2 separate regions of the Oryctolagus cuniculus genome follow, and region 1 is linked to region 2. The links are chromatin contacts, called in public Hi-C maps. All regions are on one chromosome and are shown on one strand. Each heading gives the region's core, a stretch centred on a gene start, on an enhancer-like site or on the middle of the called end of the contact. The rest is flanking DNA. Distances are from core to core; before and after follow the strand shown. Region 1 has its middle 130 kb from the start of TGFB2. Region 2 holds the start of TGFB2 (transforming growth factor beta 2).

Region 1 (2,700 bases), core at 135-2,634, 130 kb before region 2:
TTCTAACAGGACGATGAATTTGATCAGCCATCAAGTTGGTATCTGTTGACACAGAATCTTAAACTAACCATCAGTGTTCTTCCAAATAAGCACTTGGAATATCTTGTTCAATGATTTTCTAATTATTATTTTCTAAGCATCTTATAAATACAATACTTAGGAGTTTATCAGATGAATGAAAAAAAATTGGAAGAGCTAAATGTGTGTTAAAACTAAGGGAGGGGGGCTGGCGCTGTGGCAAAGCGAGTTAATGCTCTGGCCTGAGTGCTGGCTTCCCATATGGGCACTGGTTCGAGATCCAGCTGCTCCATTTCTGACCCAGCTCTCTGCTATGGCCTGGGAAAGCTGTAGAAGATGGCTGAAGTCCTTGGGCCCCTGCACCTCCATGGGAGACCTGGAAGAAGCTCCTGGCTCCTGGTTTCAGATGGGTTCAGCTCAGGCCACTGCTGCCAATTGGGGAATGAACCAGTGGATGGAAGACCTCTCTCTCTCTCTGCCTCTCTTTCTCTCTCTGTGTAACTCTGACTTTCAAATAAATAAGTAAATCTTTATTTAAATATTTTATTTAAATATTATTTAATTTAAATATTTACATATTTAGGAGAGCAGGTATACTTTCAGAGAACAGTGGGATTCTCAGATAAGCCTGAAGCAAAGTAGGAAATTGTCATACTGAAATACTTCAAAAAGTTGAAGAAATATTGGATTAAATGATAAGCTTTCTTTGCTACAAAAATTTTGAAACCTATGCAATTGAAGAGCCTTGAAAAATTCACAGGAAATGTGTATTATGAGAAAAATTGTGGATGGATCTCAAAATATTTTGTAACAACATATTTTCTTTTTAATTCCATTTTCCATGAACATTGTGAAATACATTCGTATTCATATCACTATCAATTCCAACCCCACCTTTCTGCCTCAAGAGATGAATAAGACCTTCAATGAGTTTGTAATTCAGCTAAAGATTCCCCTATTAGGGATGATTTGATATTAGAGCCAGAAAAGCTCTAAAACCTCTCCTTACTCCATTCCTGACCTCTTAAATTCCATCCGCATGTTACTACCTGGATCTCTTGTGAGATTGTAAAAGTTTACTATTTTATGGAACAGGGAGAGGGGAGGGAGCTATAACCCTAGACTGGAAATGCTCTGCTTTATAATCGTCTTGCTCTTTTTGTCAAAATTTCTGGATCTAAAGCTCTGCAGAGACAACTTATATAATTGTTATTCTCATTGTTTTAGAAGCACTGGACCTGATGGATGGCTAATCATGAGCACTTAAAAGACGAAGGATTGTGAAGGCATCTCCATTTCAGACTGGGGAAAGCACAGAAGTATTCTACCTAGTAGATCATAGATAAAAATAGCTAGCGTCTGCTGGTGCCAGGTACTTTTCATGATTCTCTCATCTCATGCTCACAGCCAGCTTATGAGATGGGTGCTACATTATTCCCACTTAATACACAAGGAATCCAAGGCACGGAGAGGTTTTGCCACTTGTCAAAGGTTATAGTCATTGAGACTGGACCTCAGTCCTACACTGATAAAGTTCCAAAGCCTAATCTCTTAACTGTGGTGTGCAGCTGCCTCCAGGCACACGGCTTCTCCCAGTGGAAGTCCTGAAGCTGTCTCCAAAGAGTGCTTGCTTAGACTTTAAGAAAAAAGAGTTGTTTTCTCTAAAGGAAAAGCGGATGCTTCCTTTGGAGAAGGAGAAAGGGAGAATGAGCTGACTGCCAAGACAATCTGAGGCTCTCCTGGGTCCTGCAGTGGGTGGGCCCGGTAGGGAAAATTATGCCTAGCAAGTCACTGATGATAAGGGCCATGCTCTAAAGAATTCCACAGAAGCCATAGCTGTGTGCCTTACTCAGCATGACAGCAAAAAAAATATATATATATATACTAAGATTTAAACACCTAAAATTAGTATAAGGTGTTATTGGCAGCACAATTTCAGTAACAATCCATCCCCTAATTCCCAGCAGAACTAGATAAAAGAGGGCCTCTTATTTTTCATTGAAACTTGCCCCTTTTGTGTCCACAATCATTCAGTTGCTGCAATGGAACTCTGTATAAATTAAAATCCCTCTGAACTTGCTGTCTTTGTTTCCTGGTTCCAATTTAGTCACAGAATGAAGGAGCTTCATCACCACCAGAAGCCAATAAAATATTAACACATAACTCTTTGTTACATTATATTTTAGAGTTTTTGTCTTAACAATATTGGGTCTGAAATGTTATCCTTGACTAAGAGAAACCGAGAGAAAAGGAGAATGGTCTTTCACAAAGAGACAAGCAGGAAGCGGTCTGGAAAGGGGAGCTGACCCTGTGGATTTGCTTATGGAGACAATGGCTTTACTGAATTAAGCTCTGAAAAGCAGCCCTGAGAAAAGAAGGAAGGAGGAAGAAGAGAAGCCAAGGGCTGATTCCTCTCCTCTCCGAGGGAAGTTTGAGAAAGAATGTGACGTGACTAGAGCAGCCAGAGAAAAGCAAGAAATGTCAGAGAGCCCTCAGTCCCAGGTGTTTACTTCTCCATGGCCCAACACAGGACCAAACCTAGAAGTCAACGGGGCCAGGAAGGAAAGGAAAGAGAAAAGACACACTGTGTCGGTGCTCTCACAGGGAGTCAAATGCCAAGGAACATGGCATGACAATTGAGAGGACAGAGTGTCTGTAGGAATTCCTGAAAGGAAAAAGACA
Region 2 (2,700 bases), core at 74-2,573:
TCCCTCTCTCCTCCTTCTCTCTCTCTCCCTCTCTCCCTCTCTCTCTCTTCTTGATCAGCCTTCTTTACTCTATCTTAGATTTAGGAATGCACCAAAGGTAATGTAGAAGCCTATCAAAGAGCAGGGGCACAGTGCCCACGACTGAAAAAAAAAAAAAAAGATGAAGATAAACCCGTAGGAAAAATGATCTGCTACACTGGCGATTTTAAGAAGGCAGGTTTGGGTGAATTCTGAAAAAAAAAAAAATATACAGCAATAAAAGCCTTTTAAACACAAAAACTAAGCCGAACTTTCTACCACCGCAGGTGAAATCAGAGAGGACATGGTTACAAGAGTCTGCCTCAGGGGAACGTAAACACCTAGCGCTGGCAACAGGCACAGCGAGCACTGAGGGTTTCCAGGTAGATTTTTGGAAGGGTCTCCAAACCAGGTTTTGTCTGAGCGATGCTGACATTTTTGAGGGGAGTTAGAGACAATGGAAAAGGCTTGGTGAACCAGCTGATAGGTCGGCACGGAAAGGGGGCGCCTTCCGGAGAGGATAGTTTTGAGCCACATTATTTTAACCCTTCGTGCACCAGTTCGGCGCGCTCCACGCCAATCGGAGCAGAGAAAACAAACCCACCAAGATTTCCCGGTTTAACTCTGCCCCAGGGAGCGCCTCACGGTTTGACAGAGCAGGGCGGACTCCTAGTTGGTGGCCCAGGATGGAATTTCAGGGACGAGAACAGGAGAATTCCGCCTTATAAAGGACTGAGGCGTTAGGGGGGAGTGGGGGAGGGAGAGATGGAGAAAATAAAGTAGAAAGCGCACGTCTTAACGTCTGCGGACTCTCAAGGACACGGCTGGACTGGAGGTGGACGGGGCGCAGCTCAGCGAAACCGGAGCAGGGTGGGCGAGCCCCGGAGCCGTCGCGGCGGTGCGAGCGCGGGGCAGCGCGACACCTCGGGGCACGGAAGCGAACGAGACTGGGCACTTACTTTCGGAGGGGAAGTAGGACGGCATGTCTATCTTGTAGACCTCCTTGGCGTAGTACTCCTCGTCGCTCCTCTCGCGCTCGCAGGCGGCCGCCCTCCGGCTCGCCTTCTCCTGGAGCAAGTCCCTGGTGCTGTTGTAGATGGAGATCACCTCCGGGGGCACTTCCTCGGGCTCGGGATAGTCTTCTGGGGGGCTGGTGAGCTTCAGCTTGCTTAGGATCTGCCCGCGGATCGCCTCGATCCTCTTGCGCATGAACTGGTCCATATCGAGTGTGCTGCAGGTAGACAGGCTGAGCGCCACCGTGACCAGATGCAGGATCAGAAAAGCGCTCAGCACACAGTAGTGCATTTTTTTTTTAAAAAAGGTAGAAAAAAGTCCTTTTAAAAAATGAAAAATAAAAAGAAACCAACAATTCTCAAAGTGCAGATCAGGTGGAGCTGTTTGTTTGTTTGTTTTTTTAATGCGAAACTTTTGCAAACGATCGAGGGTCGATGCCAGATAGAAAATGTAGTTTGCTTGAATTCCTTCAAAAAGAAAATGCAAGGAGTTCCCAAACTGGAAACATTAATAAGGCATGGGCAGGGGGAACCCTGACTTTGGAAAGCAAGAAAAAAAGATTCTCTTGGAGTGACGAGGTGGGGGGAAAAGGGACGAGTGGCTATAAGGCAGAAATAAATTTAAGAGGAGGAAATGGAGTTCAGTGTGTCAGTCCCGGGTGCCGAGTGGCGGATCTGAACTCGGATCCTCCGGCCAAAAGGGAAGAGATGAAAAGGTCCCGGGGCTGGCAGCTGGCGACCTGACTGGAGGGGCGCCGCCGAGGCTGACCCGAGCAGTAATTTATATATTTAAAGAAAGAGCGGTTCGGCCGTGCCTTCCACTGCGGCGCTCAGAGCAGGGGCAGCGGCAGCTCCAGGGCAGAGGAGCGCACACGTGTGTGTATGAGTGTGTGTGTGTGTGTGTGTGTGTGTGCGCGCGCGCGCGCGTGCGCGCTCTGGGGACGAGCCCGGCGCGCCGCGAGGAGGCGGATGCGCTTCGCACGGCGCCCGGGACGCGATCGGGTGCTGCAGGGGCCGTGGACACGGCCGAGGGGGCGAGGATCCTGCTCCCGGAGCTCCGCGCTGTGGCCGCAGGGTTACTCCACGTTGCTGGTCGGTCCCGCCGCCGCCGCCGCCGCCGCCGCCGCCGCCGGCAAACGCGTCCAGCCTCCAGCTCCCTCCTTCTCCTGCACCTCCTTCTGCTCTCGCTCCAGAAGCCAACCCGGCACCAGAAGATCAGCCGCCGCCGCCGCCGCCTGCACCCCCTGCGGACCACAACAGCAGCCCGGGAGACACGCTGGCTGGGGAGTTTTATTCCTAAGAGGGTCGCGAAGGGGCTCCCTTGGACTCCCACCCTTTTCCAACCTCTCCTGGTTTCTCTCCCACTTAGACCTTCTCGCTTAGGGGAGGTAGGCACTTGCCACCCTGAAATAGACTCTCGTTCCTTCTCTGCCTTTCTGCAGCCGGGAAGCCCCCGTTAGTTCCCGAACGGATCCTTAGACCGTTACTCTGACGTTCTCCATCCTTCTCCCTGCCTCTTTCACTTGCGCTCTTGCTCTGCTCTCGCTCGCTTTCCTTCCTTCTATTTCTCTCTCTTGTTGGGAGCTTCTGGAGCTCCGCTCCGCTCCCAGCGAACCTTCTGCTGCCAGCAGATAACATCACGATCTTGCCGGGGAGGGGAGATTTATAA

What was found. Hi-C and Micro-C count contacts between places; a contact is called where the count stands out from the background.
Region 1: a contact with region 2 is called in a Hi-C map of skin fibroblasts, with 2.7 times the contacts expected there. The contact joins the enhancer-like site here to the promoter of TGFB2 in region 2. A contact is called at or near these places in 2 of 6 Hi-C or Micro-C datasets (psoas muscle and skin fibroblasts).

Annotation. Positions count from the first base shown.
Region 1 is chr13:32,757,340-32,760,039 of mOryCun1.1, reverse strand. No RefSeq gene overlaps it. Among named protein-coding and RNA genes, the nearest start is that of TGFB2, 130 kb to the right of the region's middle. Within about 2 kb of position 1,384, at least 1 of the 8 cell types and tissues checked has an H3K27ac peak or open chromatin away from gene starts, as enhancers often do.
Region 2 is chr13:32,629,781-32,632,480 of mOryCun1.1, reverse strand. It overlaps TGFB2 (transforming growth factor beta 2), which reads right to left and starts at 1,323. Exons shown (of 8, transcript NM_001082660.1): 1 at 978-1,323. The coding sequence starts at 1,323. It overlaps LOC127483536 (a long non-coding RNA gene), which reads left to right and starts at 2,664. Exons shown (of 3, transcript XR_011381459.1): 1 at 2,664-2,700.